3 separate regions of the Sus scrofa genome follow, and regions 2 and 3 are each linked to region 1. A link is a contact called in public HiChIP or PLAC-seq data. All regions are on one chromosome and are shown on one strand. The core of a region is the stretch at or near the end of the contact, and the rest is flanking DNA. Distances in the headings are between cores, read along the strand shown.

The links. HiChIP or PLAC-seq counts read pairs in DNA pulled down with a chosen protein or histone mark.
Region 2: an H3K27ac HiChIP or PLAC-seq map of alveolar macrophages shows a contact between it and region 1. The contact joins the promoter of MALSU1 here to the promoter of IGF2BP3 in region 1. A contact is called at or near these places in 5 of 47 Hi-C or Micro-C datasets (embryonic fibroblasts, fetal heart ventricle, psoas muscle and 1 more) and 2 of 2 datasets of contacts at active chromatin or transcription factors (alveolar macrophages and skeletal muscle).
Region 3: a contact with region 1 is called in an H3K27ac HiChIP or PLAC-seq map of alveolar macrophages. The contact joins the promoter of GPNMB here to the promoter of IGF2BP3 in region 1. A contact is called at or near these places in 1 of 5 promoter capture datasets (fetal liver) and 1 of 2 datasets of contacts at active chromatin or transcription factors (alveolar macrophages).

What each region holds. Positions count from the first base shown.
Region 1 is chr9:92,270,789-92,274,055 of Sscrofa11.1, reverse strand. IGF2BP3 (insulin-like growth factor 2 mRNA-binding protein 3) reads left to right here and starts at 1,792. Exons shown (of 14, transcript XR_002335867.1): 1 at 1,792-2,608.
Region 2 is chr9:92,087,089-92,090,397 of Sscrofa11.1, reverse strand. MALSU1 (mitochondrial assembly of ribosomal large subunit protein 1) reads right to left here and starts at 1,989. Exons shown (of 4, transcript XM_021063453.1): 1 at 1,707-1,989; 2 at 314-492. The coding sequence starts at 1,962.
Region 3 is chr9:92,035,951-92,039,094 of Sscrofa11.1, reverse strand. GPNMB (glycoprotein (transmembrane) nmb) reads right to left here and starts at 1,294. Exons shown (of 11, transcript NM_001098584.1): 1 at 1,212-1,294. The coding sequence starts at 1,281.

The DNA.
Region 1 (3,267 bases), core at 543-3,042:
AAAAGTTAAACCTAACCATAAATTTAAATTTCACCACTAAAATGTTTTTTGAAGATAGAGCTCATAATACAGTTCTGAACATTTTACACAAGGACGTTTGTCCCCTCCATCTCATAAAGGAAGAATTGCACTAAATTAAATGTAAGTGAAAATATTGTGAAACTGGGTTTACGTTTAAAAAGTTGGATTTGCTTGGCAGGAAAGAAAAACCTGTTAGAAAGAACAGTTGCATTTAAAATGGATGATCTAACACCTTCCGGTTTCTTAACACAAAATTTTAAGTTCCTTTTAAAAGAAAATACGTAAATGCTCTTTTTCTCAAGCAATAATTCCCACATATTTCAAACATAATCTGCCACTCATCTTTAAATGGGAAAATACACACTTTTAAATGCCGTATAAGGGTTTGACCAAGATAAATGAACTATTATCAATTGTCATAATTACTGAAGATATTTCACTGTAAACAGTATTTTCTCCTACATAATGCATTTTTCTAATAGTAAGAGTACTAAGTCATTAGAGATTCTTGTTCATATTTCCATCTTATATGGAATTTCATTCACTTTTTAAAAATAAGCAGTCTGTTCTATGGAATACCTGTTAAAAATATACAAGTATCTGGTGTAAATGAAGCCTTAGAGTGGAGTACACAATCTTTAAACGACACTTGGAGATTTCCACAAGTACCCCAGCGCTCATTTCCGTATTCCTCATCTCCAGTCTTCATTTTGTTGGCCCAGAAGTCTCCACCGGGCCCAGACCCTCCCCCCATACACCCACCATTGTGCTCGTAACCTACAGGGGAAATTATGAATGGTTCTCAAGGCCAAATGCGGGCAGAAAATAGGCAGAAAGAGACTCGAAGAATTTTTCAAGTGCAAATACCACTTAGGGGAATCGCAGCGCGGTCTTCTCTGTTTTAAGAGTCCCAAGTTCTCCAACTAAAATTCTTTAAATAAAAGTACCAGCCCACCGCACTCCTCCTCCTCCTCTGGAAACTACAGGAAGAAATAGTTTCCGTTTAAATACCGCCTTTTCCCACTCACACTTCTCTGCTCCGGCCTCCGAGCCCGGGACACCCCCAACCCCAAACCAGAAGCCCCAGCCCCTGAGCTCCCCTCCCCCACCAGTGGCCAAGCCCACCCCCGGCCTCATTGATCCCGGAGCCTTTTCTGAATCGTGCAACCAATGGCAAACGCGAAGCCGAGAGCCACCGCGAGCTCAGGCGGAGGAGGTGTCGCCCAGACACCCGCCCAGGACGCCGCGGGCTCCCATCCCCCACTGCCCTGGCTCGGGGCCGCCCCACTTCCCCGGTGCCGGGCCCAGTAAACGGTGTATAGGGTGGGGCGTGTCGGTCCGCTTCTCCTCGCCCACCCACCCCACCCCCTCGCTGTGTTTCCGTCCCTGCCAGCCCTGGAAAGGTGCTCGCGGCTTCGCCGTGGTTACACTTCTGTCATCAAAGCCGCAAGGAGAGTTCGGAATGGTGACTCTTTGGCTTTGTTAATTACCTGTTTTAAAAAAATCGAATATTTAAAACTCCAGTAACTAGAGCTGAGGAATTGCCTAGTTAGCACCCCCACTCTCATTAAAAAAACAAAAAATAAATCAATATTCTTCCCCTCCCCCGCCTCAGGATCCGCCCCAGCCAGATAACCCTTTCTAAACTCTGCAGTAACCATCAGCTCCCCCTGCCGCGCTCCCCTTCGCGCGCGGGCTGCGGCTCCTTTAGCATTTCCCCCCCCACCTCTTCCTCCTCCCCCTTCTCAGGGTCCCTCGCCCAAGCTCATTTCCCCTCCCCCTCTTCCTCCTCCTGGTAGCTCTTTTTTTTTCCTCCGAAACCCACTCTAATTGAGGCGCTGGGATTCCTCACGTGAGACGTTGATTTGTAGTTTGAACACGTGGCTCATTCAAAAAGCCGGACACTCGGAGCGGATTTTTTCCGCCTCCTGCGTCTTCCTCCCTCCACCCCTTTCTCCCCTCCTCTCCTGCCAGTCACCCTTCAGGGTTTTTTATGGGGAGGCGGCGCCTGCCCTAACGTAGTGTGATATTTTCACTGTCCGCTGGCCGATGCCAGAGGGGCTGGGGAGGAAGAGACAAAAAGTATTTTCCCCCTCCCCTCTTCGTCTCCTTTTCCTCGCTAATCCCGCCTCCTCCTCCGAGTTAGGAAGACTCGTTGATGCGTTTGGGTTGTAGCAAGGCTTTTTCCTTCTTTTTTTTTTTTTTTTTTTTTTTAATACCTAGGAAAGGAAAAACAGGAACCCTCGGATCTGATTTTTCGCTCCTCGTTCTTGTTCTTGGTTCTTACTGTGTTCGTGTATTTTAACGGCGAGAAGAGGAGGGGAACAAAACCCCCAGGATCCATCCGTCTCTGTGGGTGGTTTTAATTTTTCGTTTCTCTCTTAATTTTTTTTAAACAACCACTCTTTCACAATGAACAAACTGTATATTGGAAACCTCAGCGAGAACGCCGTCCCCTCGGACCTGGAAAGTATCTTCAAGGACGCCAAGATCCCAGTGTCGGGACCGTTCCTGGTGAAGACTGGCTACGCGTTCGTGGACTGTCCGGACGAGAGCTGGGCCCTCAAGGCCATCGAGGCGTTTTCAGGTGGGCCCCGGCCGGGCCCTGCCAGGGCGCCTGCCTAGCCCCGCGCCGCCCGCCCGGGCCTGCCGGGGTCGGGGGCCGGGAGCCAGGCCGGTGGCTAACACCGGGTTGTCCACACTGGGCCCAGGCTTGGGTGGGTGCGGGTACGGAGAGGGGACGAGGCCCGGGAGCCCACACGCATGGGTCCGGGCGCTTCCCCCAGCCTCTGCGCCTTCCCGGCCCCCGGGCTCCCCTCCCCCGCCGGGATTTGCGGGCTGAGGGCGGACTCGCTGTCAAGAAAGCCCGGGCGCGGGCTCCGAGGGGAGCAGGGGACCGTGCGGCGCCGGGCTGGGAGGGGGGGCGGTGCACTCGCCCCGCACCCCGCCCGGGCCCAGGCGCTTGCTCCAGGCTCCGTAACGCCGGGCCTTGGGAGCCGAGCTCGAACGCCTGCTTCTCGTTCCTTGCTTCCTCTCTGCTCTCTTCTTTTATGGCGTTGGATTCATTGCCCCTCTCCCGCCCCAGATTCCGGCAGCTAGAGAACTCAGAGTGGCCTTGACCCCGCTGCTGAGCTTCCTTACGACCCTGCGGGAGGCGGGCGAGGGCGACCCGGGTTCTTTGCTGAACCTTCCCGCGTCCGACGAGCGAGAGGGGCAGGTGGGCACCGGTGGCCAAGGGTCGCCAGG
Region 2 (3,309 bases), core at 740-3,239, 180 kb after region 1:
CAGTTCTGCTCTAGATTTCCCTCTGGGTTATTTATACTGTCTTCTGGTCTGCCTCCAGTTATTTTTTCACTATTTTTTTCCTTGGGGCCATGAAAGACAAGAACTTGAAATATCCTGACTCACTAAAGATGGATATTCATTCCTCTAATTTTCACTATCAAAGAGCATAAAACACTTGTGCAAATTCTGGAAATCTGGGAATTTTTATATAACCTCATGTGACAGGTTTAGTTTTTAAGTGTTTCTCTTCAGCCTGATGCAATAACACTATTCCATTAAGTTAATGGTTCCAAAAAAAAAGAAAGCATCCTACCATTTTCACAATGTAGTGGGCCATGGCATGTAAGTGCCGAGTGGAAGTTCCGCTACAGATCACAAAGTAATCAGTATATTTCATTTCTGGAGGAACCTTGATCACACAAATGTCTCTTGCATTTTCTTGCCTCAGAAGTGAAACCAGCATATCGATGTCAAACTTGGGACCAGTATGATCTGAAATGCACAAAGATTTGCTTGTGTCAGGTGGCCAAGACAGAAACTAAATGCATCCAGAGGTGCAGGCAGCTCACAGGGAAACTGCTCCTCTTTGAGGATGTCTGGGTCTTATATGTTTTGAAAAACAGCAGGGTCCAGGCCTCCTAGAAGCTGAACCTGGGCTATGGTCTCCTGTAATACCCCTCAACTTTCATGGGAAGGGTGCTCAGGTCAGACAGCCACCACACATCCTTTCCTATTAGCACATGCAAATAGAACTATTAGCAACAACAGCTTTCCGTTCTAGTGCTTGATGAAATGAGGTATACAGTTCAAGCAGAGAACTGCTATACAAAGAGAGAAAAACAGGAGCACAATTTGGGGAGGTGGTAGTATCTTGGGGCATCTTAAATTGAATCTCAGCCATAAAGGGTCACAGAACTAGAACTGTGAACAGGAAGGGCTCTTAGGTAGTAGTATCTGGTCCATAACCTTCATTTGAGAGAGAAACTGAGACCTAGCAGAGTACGTTTGTGGCCCCAAATCCATCAATGATCAGAGAGTTAAAATTTTAAGAACAATTCTCATTTTCAACTCTTAAGTTTTTCTTACAATGCCATTTGGGTTATGTAACAACTGATACGGTGAAAACCTTTTTTTTTTTTTTTTTTCTTTTTCTGTAGAGATTTAGATATTCTGTTTTTCACCTTGGAGAATTAGAGCCTGTGGATTTATAGCTCTCTTAAATTCTAAAGCTGACTCCCAAAGACCTAGGGGCTAAGTCCACCAAGATCTCTCCCTCTCATACTCTGGTCTTTCACAGATGTGATACGTTTACCATCTCTCAAGTTTCTAAAAACTTCTAATAATTACAGGATCTTAAATTAGCTCCATCTTAGCGCTTCTTACGCACCCCTCAGCCTCTAGCCCCTAGCTCTTCCTAAAAATCCTCACGCCCCAATACTCTCGACAAGTCCATTTCTCAGAACCCTAGGAAGGATGTAAAGGGGGATGAGAACAGCTACGTTGTGTGGCCAAGGGTCCGGGGGCGCCTGGGGTTTGCGAGACTTCAGTTCACCTCTTGGCCTCACTGCAAAATGCAAAGGTGGCGCCGACAACCTTTGTAGTCCCTTCCAGCTCTGCTCTGTAGTTTTGTGACCCAAAAGAAACGCATAAAGAGGGAAACCAGAGCCTCCTCGCCTGGAACACGGCTCCCTCCTCCTAGCCCGTACCTGCAGGGCCTGACTCCGGGCGCCCCTCGCCGGCTGTCCCCTGGATTCGCTCCTCCAGGCCCGGCACCCCGTGCAGGCCACGCTTGCGGCCAGGGGCCGAGCAGGCATGGCCGAGCGCTGGTCTCGCCGGAAGCTGTCCCACCGCCAGCTGCTGAAACCGGGGCCCCACGCTAACCGCAGGCCAGGCTCCAGGGTAAAGGGCCCGGCGCCAGAGAAGCGACCCGACCCGCCGCGCCAAGCTGCCGCCGGGCCACATCGCCGTCAAAGTGCGTCGACTCACCAGGCGGGGCTTAAGGGGGCTCTAGCGGGTCTGTGGCTTTCGATTGGCCAGGTCAGTGAGCCAGGGCCGGGAAAATAGACGTCATGAGCGTGGGTGTGGCCAGTGCCAGAAGGTGGGGCAGTGGGCGGAGTATGAAACCCAAGCGGGCGGAGGTCAGAGACCCGGAAGAATTTACTTAAGATTCGGTTTCTCAGGAGTCAAGAGACTCGTATTTCACTACTCACCTTACTTTGCCCTGCACAATAATGATGCACTGTGTCGTCCTTGTATTGTTTGTTTTTGTTGTTTTTTTTGACATCTCCGTTCATTAGAATGTAAACTGCGTGAAAGGAGAAATTTTTATTTTGTTTTTAACTGTTCGCTCACAGCGCGTAAAGCTTAAAGTACAGAAATTGCTGCTCTTGGTTAGTAAGGAATTAGGATTACCCCATTACCAAAAATGTTACCGAGATTCCCTTGCAAATTTGAAAGTCCATGAGGAAAATCAATTATTTTTGGCTACGATTGGGTAGGAGGCAGAGGTGTAAAAGACCATTTGGAAAACGTTCTAAGTAAGTCAGCCCTTCAGGTACACTCCCCGAAAGGAATTATGGCAATGAACTGCACTGTGGGGCCCACCTCGGTGAGAATAAGGAATACTGAGTTGCCCTTACAGTATTGAATCATAGGAGTTGAGAGGTGAAAGAGACCCAGGAAGGAAGAGTCACTGGCCTCGGGGCAAAATGGAACCACCTATTTCTAAAGTCCAGCTGGATCACTCCTGAAAGGAAGAGGCAAGTAGAAGGCAAATATCTCAAATGCCTAGAACAGTTCCAAGCACATAGTGGGTATTCCAGAGGCTTGATACATTATTTCTTTTAAAGAAATAATTCCAAGCATTACTTTTTAAAATTAAAAACTACAGAAACTAATATAAGCAACTGTGTGCACCACCACAAATATTGACAGTTGTCTCAAGTTATTTTTGAAAACAGGAAGAATAAAGTGCTAGAAAGTTGTTTCATCCTCTTTACTTCCATTTCCCCATAGGCATGGGTATGAACATGCTTCCCCCAGCATTTGCATTAGGTGTGTTTCCACTCTTTTATCTGAGCATCCCAAACCTGCTTTACCACTTGTATTTGCTGTCTCGTTTAATGGGTCATTGTCCCCCAAATTCACTGCATAATTTCCCTGAAACAACTATTCCATCATCAAATGCTGCTTATGCTACCTCTGAAATATTTTTTGAATCCAACTTATTGTCTTCATTCCCACTAACCTTCTTGGTCTGAGCCCTCAGTAGCGGTTGGCTAATTGCTGAGATAGCCTCCCACCTGTCTC
Region 3 (3,144 bases), core at 45-2,544, 230 kb after region 1:
TGGGGTCCAGAAGCGGCTCTCTCCCTTCCTTCTCTCACTCCTCCACCCAGCAGCGCTCTGCAAGGGCCACCTGCGGTAGGCTTTTCTCTCCCTGTAGGAGCAGTGAGAGGGAGGTGTGCACGTGTGTTGGGGATTAGCTCAGAGCTGGGCCCAGGAGGTGAAAAACTAGAACTGGGTTTCTCATTTCCTTACCTGTGGAATAGTGTGTGAGGGCCATCTGCTCCACAAAGGTGGTTGTGGGGACCACAGAGTGATATAAGCCAAGCAGCTGGCATGGCCACTACACATGGTGGGCCTCTCAGTGGCTCAGCAACTCTGGCTTCCATCCCAATCACAAGAGGACATTGTAAGAGCCACAGGTGAGGCATATGGAGATTCCCAGGCTAGGGGTCGAATCAGAGCCACAGCTGCTGGCCTACATCACAGCCACAGCAACGTGGGATATGAGCCGTGTCTGCAAACTACACTGCAGCTCTGTGGCAATGCTGGATCAATTCACTGAGTTCTGAGGCTAGAGATCTAACCCACATCCTCATGGATACTAGTCGGGTTCGTTTCCACTGAGCCACAGTGGGAATTCCCAAGAGGGGCTTTTTAGGCAAGGATGCTCCGACCCCACCTCCGATGATTCTGATCTTATTGACCTGTGCATGAACACTGTTAAAGTCTCTTAACTAGAAAAGAGACCCAGGGCTTCAGCTCTTCTCTCATAATCTCACTACAGCAGCAGCAAACCCCCACAGGCCTGTGAAACGTATCAGCAGGATGGGCACCAGCTTCTGGATTGGGATTATTAGAAAGCCTGTTTCCAGACTTTGGGACCTTTTATCTGAGGGCTCTACCCTGTTGGATAGAAACCAGACAAATTTTAGTGGGTAGCGAGTTGCTGTGTTCTCAGGCCAGGGACTGGGTCCTTCACAGCCCTATTCCCCCCACAGTCTCCAATAGAATGGGTGGCAATTTTGATGGGAAAAAGCTCCACCAGAGAGGGGCTGCATTGCATGTCTTTTCCTTCCAAGAGACTGGAGCAAAGAATGGAACTGAAACCATTTTGCCAGAGTTTCAACATCCCCAGTGGTTCCCAGGAGAAGAAACAAGTGAGCATAAATGCTTCCTCAAGTCCAACTTCTGGCTCAGTGTTACTTCAGACAAACCCATGACTTCAGCTAATAGCCAGAGAATGGATTAAACACAGAAATTGAGTTACTCACGTTTGGCGGCATCAAGTGGCAATATTGCAGCCAGAAGCAGAAATCCCAGAAAACAGTAGAGACATTCCATGCTGAATCTTCACAGACCCGGGAAATCAAGGTTTAACTTGTAACTCTTCTGGCTCCATCCACTAAGAACAGTGCTCTCCTGGCTTCTGCTGTGCCCTGTTCCTTGTTTTAATGAAATACTGGGCCTCGGGGCAGATCATGTGATGGTATTAAACAGCATTGCTTGATCTGCTCTCTGGAGTTCAACCACTTAGAACTCATGTGCTTCTGACTCATTCGCTCTTAGCATCTATTCACTTTTCAAATGCACACCATTTCAGTGTTGTGATTTCCTATTTCTAGTTAAAGGACTTTCTGTCCTCTGGACCCTGTTTTGATATCCTTCCCCAAATTTCAATTACCAGTCTCATTGCTTATCAACTTGCTGCATATATTTCCTTTACTGATTCACTCACACAGATCATGTTGAGATGTCACAGTTATGCTTCTTTTGCTACAATTTAGATGATCTGTTCTTCCTAGTTGTAGCTAATGCTTGCACATTTCCTTCCCCCAAGAGGACACAAAGATGGGAAGAGACCTCGTACATCACTTGAAATTATGGATGATGTATACGGATAAAAACATATGTTGTACCAGAAGGTGTTTGAAACAGCTGCACAGCTTCTGGTAGTTTAGCAATTTACTCCAAAGTGCATTTTAGGATATCTGGGCAATTCCATGTAACTTTTGGCACAACCTGAATCACCCCCCCCTTTTTTTTTTTGCTTTTTAGGGTTGCACTCTCAGCATATGGAGGTTCCCAGCCTAGGGGTGCAATCAGAGCTACAGCTGCCATCCTACACCACAGCTACAGCAACGGGGGATCCGAGCCGAGTCTGTGACCTACACCACAGCTCACAGCAATGCCAGATCCTTAACCCACTGAGTGAGGCCAGGGATTGAACCCACAACCTCATGGTTCCTAGTTGGATTCGTTTCTGCTGTGCCACCATGGGAACTCCGCCAACCTGAATCCTTTTTGATGCCTGCTCCCAAAACACTTCTTTATGATCTGTCACTGAGTCAATTGCATTAAACATACAGCCTATTTATTTCATGTTACATAAAGCAGGCATTAAATATAAAAATGAGCTTGAACATAAGTTTTTATCACATTGCTTCTGGTTACAGAATGTGCAGAAAATGTGACACCCTCAACACTTTACTGCACATGATCATTCTCTAAGTCACATCCACATAACCATTTTCAGCTTATATAGAAGCCCTGGTTGGAGTTCCCGGTGTGGCACAGCAGAAATGAATCCGCTAGGAACCTTAAGGTTGCAGATCAATTCCTGGCCTCACTCAGTGGGTTAAGAATCCCGCATTGCAATGAGCAGTGTTGTAGGTTGCAGACATGGCTCAGATCTGGCATTGCTGTAGCTTTGGCGTAGGCCAGCAGCAACAGCTCTGATTAGACCCCTAGCCTGAGAACCTCTATATGCTGCGGCACTAAAAAAGCAAAAAAAGCAAAAACAAAACAAAACAAAACAAACAAACAAACAAAAAAAAACAAAAAACGAAGCCCTGGATAAAATTTGGGGTAATGGTTTATGTTTCAGTTGTGCTAATGAGGAGTAGAAATAAATAGTCTGTGAAACTCCCTACCCTGAGGCCATGCAAGCTCTTTAGAGCTGCTTTTACAGCCTTTGAAGCAAATATGAAGAGAAAAAAGCTGGAAAGGAAGCACATGCACAACAAAAACAAAAGCGTTTTCAAACATAGACGAGTAAGTCAATAATGGGATTGTTAGTTTTATGTAATATGAATAACCTATATAGTTCCGTTTGCTTTTTACAACAAACATGAGTAACTTTCATAATTAAAAAAAGCTTTTCAGTTTAGGGAAAATGTGCTGTTGATTTTTTAAAAGTATCTTTTC